Linked DNA regions of Mus musculus: region 1 is linked to region 2. The links are chromatin contacts, called in public Hi-C maps. All regions are on one chromosome and are shown on one strand. The core of a region is the stretch at or near the end of the contact, and the rest is flanking DNA. Distances in the headings are between cores, read along the strand shown.

The links. A called contact is a pair of places that touch in the nucleus more often than the background predicts.
Region 1: a Hi-C map of cerebral cortex shows a contact between it and region 2, with 3 times the contacts expected there. The contact joins two enhancer-like sites. A contact is called at or near these places in 1 of 39 promoter capture datasets (liver), 1 of 15 datasets of contacts at CTCF or cohesin (the NIH/3T3 cell line), 4 of 484 Hi-C or Micro-C datasets (the N1E-115 cell line, cerebral cortex, cortical neurons and 1 more), 13 of 115 datasets of contacts at active chromatin or transcription factors (SST interneurons, astrocytes, craniofacial prominence and 10 more) and 1 of 9 other capture datasets (embryonic stem cells).

What each region holds. Positions count from the first base shown.
Region 1 is chr12:13,209,308-13,215,057 of GRCm38.p6, reverse strand. No RefSeq gene overlaps it. Among named protein-coding and RNA genes, the nearest start is that of Gm24208, 31 kb to the right of the region's middle. Within about 2 kb of position 2,792, at least 30 of the 459 cell types and tissues checked have an H3K27ac peak or open chromatin away from gene starts, as enhancers often do. A contact at or near this core is called in SST interneurons, cerebral cortex and cortical neurons, where this site is marked.
Region 2 is chr12:12,678,660-12,684,292 of GRCm38.p6, reverse strand. No RefSeq gene overlaps it. Among named protein-coding and RNA genes, the nearest start is that of Gm34637, 12 kb to the right of the region's middle. Within about 2 kb of position 3,447, at least 117 of the 459 cell types and tissues checked have an H3K27ac peak or open chromatin away from gene starts, as enhancers often do. A contact at or near this core is called in SST interneurons, cerebral cortex and cortical neurons, where this site is marked.

The sequences.
Region 1 (5,750 bases), core at 1,543-4,042, 530 kb before region 2:
GAACACATGTGTTGGTGTATTTTTACCACTTGGGGTCACTTAAGGATTACCTGACTTGCCTCTTTTCCATCTAAGCAAATTCACAGATTCCAAGGAATTATTTCCCCATTACATTTGTCAGAGTCTGTGGCTTTTTTTTTTACCTAGATCTTGAAGGCCAAGAAGTGTGAATTGGAATTTTTTTTTTCCTTAGCGAATTGGCCCCACATGGCTAGTGCCTGGGTGGTTCCTCCTGTCACAGTATGGTGGACTACCCCCCACCCCACGCCTTCTCTTGGGCCCACCATTGGAGACTTCTCCGTATAAAGATTTTCCATACATGTCAGGATCGTGCTTACGCTAATTGCTGTGCTCATTAACATCTCCAGAACTTGGAGTGCTTTTTCTCAGTCATTTCCTTTGATTTTGCCTGTCTCTGAAAGGCCAGCTCTGAACGAAGTGAGGTGGGTATCACATTAACTAATTGCTGACACCCACCGGCTTTCTTGCCTCCTATGCAGCTGATCCCAGGAATTACACCATTGCCCCTGGAGAGCATGCTAGAAATTTGTGGAATGGCCCTGGTGGACTTGCCTGCCTGTGGGTGGGTATGGGTGAGGACAAGGGCAGGATGTGTGGGCTTGCACAGCTTGGACAATGAGCCTAGTCACTTCATATGGCAGCTCATGGGGACTTATGTGAACACTCAAAACGTGGATGGTCTTTCAGAATCTCCCTTCTCAGCAAGTAACTTCTATTTTTCTTCCTTTCTTCCTTCCTATCTTTTTTTTTAAACTTTCTTTGATGTGTTTGCATATTTTATGTGCCTGGTACCTGTAGAGCTCTTAAGATGATATTGTATCTCCTGGAACTGGCGTTATACATGACTTGAGCCAACATAGGTGCTGGAACCAAACCCAGGTCCTTTGCAAGATCAACAAATGCTCTTAAGTGGGAGCCATCTCTCCAGCTATATACCTTCTGCTATCACTGAATAGCTTCTCTCCAGCTATATACCTTCTGCTATCAGTGAATGGCTTCTCTCCAGCTATATACCTTCTACTATGACTGAATAGCTTCTTAGGTGATGGAAGCAGAACTGAGTCACCAACTCAAGAACATCCTCTGCTGGGGCCATTTAAATCTGTGACAGAATTCATTTGGTTTCTACCACTGAGTGCACAGTTAAAATTACACTCAGTGTTATATAGTTTATCATCTGTGTCAAACCCACCCAAGAAAGTGAGATAGGCCTCTATTAATTAAATCCAAACTAAGACGCTTAAATCTTTTATTTCCCAACCTTCCTCCTTAAATCCTCTCCATTCATACCACCAACCCCTATGTAAAAAACAGTAAGTATCATTTATTGGTCTATACTGTGAACTTGGCATCATTCTAAGTACCCATTCTGGTTCAGTCCTAACAACCCAGAAGCTAGGTTACCTTCATATTTCCCAAGCATCACCAAGAGGGTAGTTACTAGTTTAAAGATGACATGGCTGGAAAGTAATGGTGCTAGGACTGCCTTTATTCTTATGCTGTTGCCTGCTGGGAGATCTTCCCTCCTTGACTGTCAGGATCTTACCCAGTGTCAGGGCCCTGAGTCATCCTACCCAGCCCCTTGAATGAAAAGTCTGCTCTGGAATGCCACCCAGAAGCCAGATATTTTGGATTCTGACTCATGTAAGAGCCAGCGCTATCCTTTTTCAGGTAAGGAGCCTGAGGCGCAAGGGTCTTGGATGTTGAGTTTGTCAAGCCCTGGAAGGTGGGCTTTCCTGCTGTGCCCCTCCAGGAAAACCTCAGCTCATCTCTTTGTCTCCCCTACACATTATAAATTAGCTAGCGGGTCGTGGTTGTGCACGCCTTTAATCCCAGCACACGGGAGGCAGAGGCAGGCAGATTTCTGAGTTCGAGGCTAGCCTGGTCTACAAAGTGAGTTCCAGGACAGTCAGGGCTACACAGAGAAACCCTGTCTTGAAAAACTAACTAACTAACTAACTAACTAACTAACTAACTAACTAACTAACTAAGCAAATTAGCTCTAAACTCTCTAAAACTGTCACATACCTATTCCAGGTGGGTCAAGGTGCTGCTAGAGCAGTGGTTCTCAACTTGTGGGCCACCAACAGTTGTATATCAGATATTTATTTTACCATTTATAACAGTAGTACCATTACAGTTCTGAAGTAGCAATGAAATGATTTTATAGTTGGGGGTCCCCACAACATGCAGAACTGGATTAAAAGGTTGCAGCATTAGGAAAGCTAGGAACCAATGGTCTAGTGAGAGGCTTTTGGGCTACAATGCCTCTTCTCCCTCTACAGTGTGCAGGCATTCTTACATTGTGACCTTTTCCAACTGACGAGACTATCATGCTTAGATGATGGAGGCCTTCAACAGAAAAACACCGAGACTTTTCACTCCGAGCAGGAAACAATATCCCATAGTGTAATAACCCCAACAGAATGGAAGAATAGACCACTTTCAGTAAAACAAACAAACAAACAAACAAACAAACAAAAAACAAAAAAACAAAATCACAGCTTTTTCAGCCTTCTCAAGAAAACCTTTGACCAAAATCTGAGCATGATTTTGAGCATATGGGCCCCAAGTTCCAATTTGCTGTGGCTGAGATTTCACTGGTACGATGGACCAACACTCCCAGAGAAATATGTGAATTCATCGTGGCTATTTTTGCAGCACTGAAGCTGGCACACTTCCAAGCTGAGAACTTTCTGCTTTAGCAGCTCTCGGTTATTTGAGGCTGGATGACTCACTTAGTGTAACATCCTCTTGTTTTCCTCCTCCTCCTCCTCCCCGGGCCCCCTCCCACCTAAGAGGGCTGGCAGGGGCAGGAAGGGTTATGAAACTCAAGCTGCTGTTGAGGACTGCATGTCTTGTCAGTTTTTGGTAGTGCTTTGTTGGGAACCACTCTTCCTGCTCCTTCACGATCTCCTCCCTACTAGGCAGGTCACCTCTGTCTTTATGTGTGCTCTAAACCTTTTGTTCCTTCCCCTCCCAAAGTATACGCTTCCTGCATTTTATTTACCTGCTTAGACATACTACCTCTTGCTGCAGAGAGAAGGGCATTTAAAGCAGGCCGACCTTCAGCATACTCTGGACCCAGGGCAGAGTATGGCCCGGCCAGGGCTGCTAGTAAGCATTTATTTGTTAAACAGGGAAAAGAAAGGAATGAGAGAGGAGTAGGCAAGTTTCGTGACCCTTCTGTGATGATCCAGCTAGCAGAGTTCGGATGACAGGTTAGAATATGTTAGCTTGTAAGTTTCGTGATTTTTTTTTTAAGATGGGAGATATGTACATCTTGGAAATTAGGCTGTAGAGTCATACAGGGCTGAGCCGTGACTGTCTCCTTTAGGGGGGTTGTGTTTTCCAGACTGAAAGTATGTTGATGTAACCCAGAACCAGCTAGCTACTGGATGGAAAGCTTTCTCCCCACCACTGTGCACTGCCAATCATCCAGAGCCACTGCAGCAGTACTCACCGTGCACAGTCTCTCTCTCTCTCTCTCTCTCTCTCTCTCTCTCTCTCTCTCTCTCTCTCTCTCTCCATCCACCAACCACCCACCCATCTTCTGTCTGTCTATCTATTTCTATCTATCCTAGAACTTGTTCTGTAGACCAGGCTGGCCTTGAACTCACAGATCTGTTTGCCACTACCTCCCAAGTGCTAGAATTAAAGGTACGTACCACCACCCAGTGTATTTTAAATTCTTTACCCCTCTGTAAAGCAGGAATAATTATTGTCCTTTAAGGAAACTGTGGTTTAAAGTAACAAGGTAAAAATTCAAGAATACTAGTTGGATACTTCAATACCTGGTTTTCAACCAGAACTGGAAAGACTTAATTATAACTAGCAGAATATAGGCTGAGAAGACTCTATCTTTAGAGGCCCCAACAACAGAATACATATCCCTCTAGGACACAGGGAGCATTCCCCAGGATATGGTAGTCCATAGACATGCCTCAGTCTGCTCAAAAGACTTTGAGCTACACGGGCACCAAACACACTGGACCGAACTTGGAAGTCAACAACAGAGAGCATCATAGCAGTAAACAAGCACAAGGAAGAGATGGAGCTGCCATGTCAAAGATGAAATCCTGAGAGAAATTAGAAACTGCTCTGAGAAAGGTGAAAACAGAAATGGTAAAGACAGCTAGGGGAAGAAGCTAAAGCAGTGGCTAGAGGGAAATTTATAGCTGTGAATCGTTGTATTAAATGGGAAAGAGGGGAGCTAGGGAGACGGCTCAGGGCTTCAGAGCGAGTGCCTGCTGCTCTTGCAGAGGATCTGAACGTGGTTCCCAGAACCCACTCATAACTCCAGTTCTAGGGGATCCGACTCCCCTTTGGGCTTCAGAGGACACTAGGCACACACATGGTACACATACATACATGCAGGCACTCGTACATACACATAATTTTTTAAATTCAAGATAAAAAGAGAATCTCATGTTAAATTCCCATCTTAAGGAACTAGGGGGAATAAAGAGAAAAAATAAATCCCAAAGCATGCAGGCGGAAGGAAACAACAAAGATTAGAGCAAATGTTAATAAACAAAAAATGGAAACAACAGAAGAAAATCGATGGAACCAGAGATTCGTGTTTCACAGAGATTGACAAAGCTGGCAAAGCTCTGTTTAGAAAGAGATGAGCTCATTTTCCCAAGGTGACTTCAATAGGGAAAGTCAGAAGGAAGATTCTGGAGGGAGGCAGAGTTGGTGTCGATGATCAGGCTGCACCTCCTGCTCCCTGCTTAGCCTGTAAGCGCTCAAGGAGCAGGAACTCCTGTCACTCATTTGCACATCCCTAGTGCTTTTACTCTGCGCCTGGCACACAAGAAAGGCTCCGGAAATGTTTGCTGAACTAAAATGAAAAGCACACTCCTCCCCATCCTTCGCCACCATCTGTGAACAATGATAAATTATGCTTCCAATGCAGATCGAGCTGAATCGCACAATTTCTGATGAGAGAAGCTGGAAACAGCAAACTGCTAGGCCTTAAAAATAAACCCTCAGCTTCAGAGATTTGGCCCAGAAATGAACCGGGTTACAGCTCCAGCCCTGACACTCAGTTTATTACCCTGGAGCCGGAGGGATGGTGCTTCTGGCTGGAGAGAGACTTGATCACCTTGGCCTGGCCCTGGGCACCGGGTGGGAACTCATCTGCCCTGTCCCTGTCTGGATTCCCAGGGCGATGGATACTGCTTATTATAGCCAGGACTGGCCCCTCCTCAGATGGATCTGATCAAAGGGAGCCCCCAGACCCAGCCTTCTCCCCACCCCCACCCCCGCCGACTCCCAGAGTGATAGGTTAGGAACAGAGTTCAAGGTCCTAACTCCATGTAGAACATAGATTTCTGCCATTCCCTGTGAGTAAAATGTGAACAATATTGATGTTAATGAACTCTGGATCCTGAGAGGCTGGAAGAGAAGGGAACCCCGATAATACTCAGTGGGACAGATGCTGCCACATGCTCAAACTGGCGTGAAGTGTAACCTGTTCCAGGACCAGGAAAGATGGCCTCGTCTTCACACATATTATCTCCTTGGCTGATTAGGAGTTGTGAGGGGAGCCTAGATCACGCGGAGGCTTCTAGAAGTTACCCTGAACTCACCATGGTAGGACAAGGAATCCAGGGATTTGGACACCCATGTCCTCTGGGCACTCCCCCGCCTCCTTAGGCTACTTGGGCCTCTGCATGTGTGAATTTCCCAGGAAGAATGCGTGTGTGGGGCAGGCAGACACTAGT
Region 2 (5,633 bases), core at 2,198-4,697:
TGTGGCCAGACAGTCACCAGGGAGGACGAGGGGTGGGGGCGGGGACCAGTGCTGATTTGGATCAGAGGAGGAAAGCATGACACGAGAGCTGAGTCTATTTCTCTACCTCTGCCTGTGAACCCAAAAGCCCCTGCGTTCCCAGGTGCTTCCTTCTGCTCAGTGCCAGGGAGGAAGTAATTATGGGACGGTGACTGGAGAATTCAGAAGGATAGGCACTGCTTGGCATCGACAGGCTCTCCTTGTTCACACCTGCTGTCTGTCATAGCTAAGGCAGCTACCCTGACATGGGGAGGATAGGACACCTACTCAGCACCACACAGCCAGACTAGGAAGGCCAGAGCATGGGCTGTACTTTAAATGGGCCATTGACATTAAAGGAACGCCTCTTCTCTCTAATCTGAGAGGAAAGGAGAAGGCCAATGGGAGGAGTCCTGAGATAGCCTGCTGTGTCTTCTGTGAGTGGGAGTTACACATACTGTGCTCTGAGTCAAAGAAGAGAAGGACCGAGGGAGACTTGGAATTCAGCTTCCTGCCCATCCTTACTCTTGTTCATCCACTGCATGGCCAAGTGGAGAGAGATCACAAACACACCAAGGTTTTCAATCTTCCCCCAAAATGGAACCATGCAAACCATTAGAAACGGAGCCTGTGTCCTCTGATAAACACGTTCACAGGGAGTTGTGGGAACAGATGCAAGGCAGGCACTAACACTGCCTGACCCTACTAGGATGCTTGCTGAATGGTGGGACCTGGAGTTCTAGCAAGAAACTCTGCATCTGGCCTTTTCTATGAGCCTAGATAGAAGTCATGTTCTCTGGTATCAGGCCGGGTAGGCTCAAGTCTACCCTAGCTACCTATGAAACCTGCCCAAAGTCGTTCAGCTTCTCTGAGCTTGTTTCCCTGTCTGTCAAAGAGAGATCACATCTCTACTTGTTTTATGGTGAGGCCCTACTGTGTGTAATTCTGAGGGAGTATATTACCAAGTCTAAGGCTAAAGACTGGAGCCTCTTTTTCGTTACCTTGTTCTCTAGTTGCTCTTACATGCAAGGTCAAAGATAGTGGGTATTCCATGCTGTCACCCCTATTTAGTTTAAAAAAGGATTCTCCAAAAACCAAGCTCAGGGCCTGGACACCTCATTTGTGTGTCTATCTAGAAGCCTAAATAGGGAAGCCTGAAGCACATTGGGTAGGAGTTGAAATCTGCCCCAGCTGTGTGATCAAGGACATGTTATGTACCCTGTCTGGTTATATAAGACTCCCCAGTAGTGATGTAAGGCTAATGACACATTTCCCCCAAGTTTGTTGCAAAAATTAAACAAAATCATCTGAGTTTAGGACTGGACATGTAGTGGAAACCCCCTTGTGTCTTCAACACGGGGCCTCAGTGGTTGTTCTGTAGAACATTTTTTGGATCATAAATAAATATCTTCTCAGCCATCACTTTTGGAGTTGGGAGAGGCCATTCTACTCCATTGAGTCTTTTCCCAAGGCCTTGGTACAGCTGTGGTCTTTCAGTTCCTTATTCCTGCTTACCTCTGCATTCTAGGAGGAAAGTCATTCAGGAACTTGGCTATTCAAAAATAAGGTGGCTCAAAGTTCACATGGCTACGGGTAGGGTTAGGTCTTTGTGTGTGTTGAAGTCACTCAGAATTCCTTAGAACAAGGAGAAAGAGAAAAAGCTGGCAATCCATCCTGAACACACCCACTCTTGGAAGCTCAGCAAGGTGGGTCTTAGTTAGTACTCAGATGGGAGATAAGGTAAGAAAGCTGCAGTCTATGATGCTCAGGTATGTGTGGTATCTTTTATCATTTGTCTTCCTGGATAAGGTCTCTGGCCTTCAGAAGTTGAAGGAGCAAAAAGTTCAGCTCCCTGAAGCCAGTGGCAACTGATAACCAAGCACTTACATGTGCTGCTCGTCCCTCTCTGAGATCCACAGGTCTGTGCTTTACCTGTATACACTGTAAGCATCATTGATTGATCCTTGTTCTGCCTCTGATCTGCATCCTCCCCATGGGCCGCATCCTTCCCTGTGATTCTCATCCCCCCTGGACCACATCCAGTCTGACAGCCACATCCTATCTGTGCTCTGTCTTCTTGTGCTTCCCCATCCCCACATCCTTATTCTCCGTATGATCCACATCCATGTTCTTGTCCACATCCTCCCCAGTCGTTGGCAGCGCCCACGAAAACCAGCTGTACTAATTGTTCCTTTCCCCAGGTCCAGGGGCTCTCAGTGAGTCAGCACTAGGTTGTCTTGGAGTTCCTGGCAGTGTTGTCCATGACAGCACCACCACTCTTGTCCATGCCAGTCCTCTGTTATTTCCCTGCCCCAAGTCCCCACGGCTATGTCTGCTCCACTGCCTGAGACCTGCTTTCCGAGATCCCTCACAAGACACTTGACTCCAGGGAGCACTCCTGGTACCACAGATCTGGCAAGATAACCTTCTCTGTGTTCACACAGTGCTAGTCCTCCACTGTGGCCATCCCTCATATTTATCCTGATATTGCCTCCTCCCTCAGACTGAGAACACTCTGAGGGTAGTGGATGGCCCCTGGTATCTCTATGCCCAAGCTGGACAGCTACAAAGCTGATCAGATAAGTGACTGTGCTCCAGGAACAGATAAACCCAGAAATCTTAGCGGCTCAGGACTTTAAGGTTAATTTCGCACATTCAAGTTCATTGCTGGTCTAGCATTTTCCTCTGCTGTGTCTTTTTGAGCATTAATCGCCATTGAGCACCTGGCCTCCAGTCCCAGCATCCTTCTGTCCACTCCTATTGTCCAGAAGCATCCATGTGACCTAGGCTACTCACAAGTGAGCCCTGGGTAATACGGGAGCTTCAGAAAGCTCTAGACCTATCTGAGAAGGGCTTGTGGAGGTAGGGAAGGACATCCCCACAGGCAGAGAGGAGGCTTCCTCGCAGGCTGAGTGAAATGAAGCTACATCCCTGTCACCTCAGTCAGAGACCTGAGTTCAGATGAAACTCTGCTGCTTGAAAACAAGGGGCAGGACCCTGGAAACGCCCGATTTAGCCCTGTCAGTCTCCAAGCAGCACAGTGTTCCCAGCTCTCGGAGTCCTTTGTCCTCTGTAAGCTCCCTTAGCCTGCAGAGGTGACTTCTTTATTCTCTGAGCTGCTATTTATAACTTCCAAAGCACCCCTACTCCTTTGGTTCTGTATCGAGGTTCAGAAAAAGAGCCTCTCCCCCCGGCACCCCCCGGCACCCCCCGGCACCCCCCCCCCGCACTCCCCCACCCCATTGCCAGGCCTCTCTCCCCCAGAGCAATCCCGTAAATAAAGGATGAAAGGCCCCGTAATTATTACCATTCGACAACACAGAGACTGTCAAAACCAGGAGTCCAACAAAGGCCTGTACATAAATCACAGCTGATACAATGGCTCTTAGCTGAAGGGGAGAGGGCTTAGAGTCTCAGCGCGGCTGAAAGGAGGTTTGTGTCTGGGGGAGGAGTCACGGGAGTCACGCAGCCCTGGGGAAAGAGATAGGCTGAATGTCTGAACAGAGTGCCAGCCTCATCAACGTGCTAACACACCAAAGACAGGGTAGCTATTGAACGGAACTCGAGTGAAAATCCCGGGAAAGACTCCAGATGTGGCATCTCCACAGTGCTGGTGAGGTTACACCGCATCAGCAGGTTACAGTCTAGCCTGGCAGGGTGTTGTTCCCTACAAAGATACCCTGGCTTGCAGCTCTGCCAGTCAAGAGCCGCCTACAGCCGGGGTGTAGACCAGGGTTTGTGGAGTCAGCAAGGGCTCTCTGGGTTTGAAGAGAGATCAAGTGGGCTGGGCTGCCGGCTAGCTTCCACAGTGTGTGTATGTGTGAGTGGGGGCGTGTGCGTGTGTATGTGTGCTTGCCTATGCCTGTGCTTGGAGGTGAGGTTGCAGGCATTTTCTGATAGGCAGAAAGGAGGATACACTCCTTGGTGACAAATGCTATTGCTGAGCCAAGCCGGATCTCTTCAGTACTTGTCTGTGCAACGGAGATTTCTTGATAACATTGAGAAGCGTTGTCTTCTGGGTCAGAGTTTACGTCTTTGGGCACAATTATTGCTTTTGAGTTAGCCATTCGGTGGTCCCTTAAGAACTCAGTCGAGGGGCTTGGGAGATAGCTCATCAATAAGCGCTTACCTTGGGAGCACAAGGACATGATTCCCAGAACTCACATTAAAAACAAGCTGGGTGTGGTTGTGCACACTTGGAATCTCAGTGTTAGGGAGGAGGCAGGTGGGTTTCTGGGACTTCTTAGCCCACCCCCTCAGCAAGTTGCAGAATGCTAAACTATCTGCCATTTAAAAAAAATGTAGAGAGCACCTGAAGATTGCCCTTTAACCTCCAGCTCCATTTGCATATATACGCATAAACAGGTATGTACACAAGTGTGCCTGAATCCACATGAACATGCGCATACATACATGCAAATGCACACGGAATTCAGTGGCTTTAACAGATTGCTGGTGACTGTTCTTATGCATCATGTACTGCTTGGTATTTATGAATTTCAGATGGATTTCTTTATCTGAAGAAATTGTCCTTAACATATAAACAAAGGGAAGGAGTTAGATACAGGTCCAGAAGCCATATCGTGCATGACCAGTGTAGACAGACACCTACTGGAGGTGTGCTGAGAAGCACTGACTTTGGAGACCACTCATATGATGCTCCTGGATTGACGACACTGGGTGCCATTGACTCTTTCAGAGCTTCAACAGTGTTGGATTGTTAATAGGACTGTAAGGATGAAAAAAGAATCCTGGGGCCAATAAAATGGCTCAGAAGATAAAGGTGCTTGCCACACTTGCTTGATGACCCAAGTTCCATTCCTGGGACCCATATAAGGGTGGAAGGAGGCACACATTCGTTGTGTGTGTGCTCCACACACCCTTGTATACACACACACACACACACACACACACACACTAGCAGCAGCAGCAGCAGCAACTACAATTTAAGAAGGAAATTCTAATTGTCCTGTTAGGCTGTTCTCGACCATGGCATTGGTGACGTTTTAAATCAATAGGAGAGCAAGCATAGCTTGTGAGGCAGGTTAGCATCACTCTGTGACCTCATTCTACCATAAGAAAAAGTCATCGACCGTCTCCTTCAAACAATGGGGGTGGGGGTGAGGTAAGGCTGCAAGGGTGAAACAGAGGGACTCGGTCGCTCCAGACAGAGAGATGGAGCCCAAGTGCTTTTCTCGTGGAGGCATTCTATCTCTGTTGGCCTAGGACAGCAGGCAAGGGCTCTGGTGGACTCGAGAATTCCCAGGAGGCCCTGGGAACAAGCAGCCTAGAGACCTTGCTGAAATGGAGTCCCAAAGCAAAGGAAGCTGGAGACCTTTCATAGAGTCGAGCTCTCCGCTAGCCGACCTCTCCTAAACTCATTCAGCCACATAGCTATTAGAACTCATTGTACCTCTCTGGACCACAGCAGTTTGCCGGGCTGCAGAGTACTTGCAAGGCAAAGAGAATCTGTACTCCTGGGGGTAGTGTGGTTCCCAACAGTCTCTATTGGCCAGCTTGGCCTCATCTTCAGTGGCCAAGGTTTCTGCTTCATGTTCTGCCTCCATGGCTCCCCCTGGGTAACATGCCATGTGAGCTTATGTGGAGCCATGTGG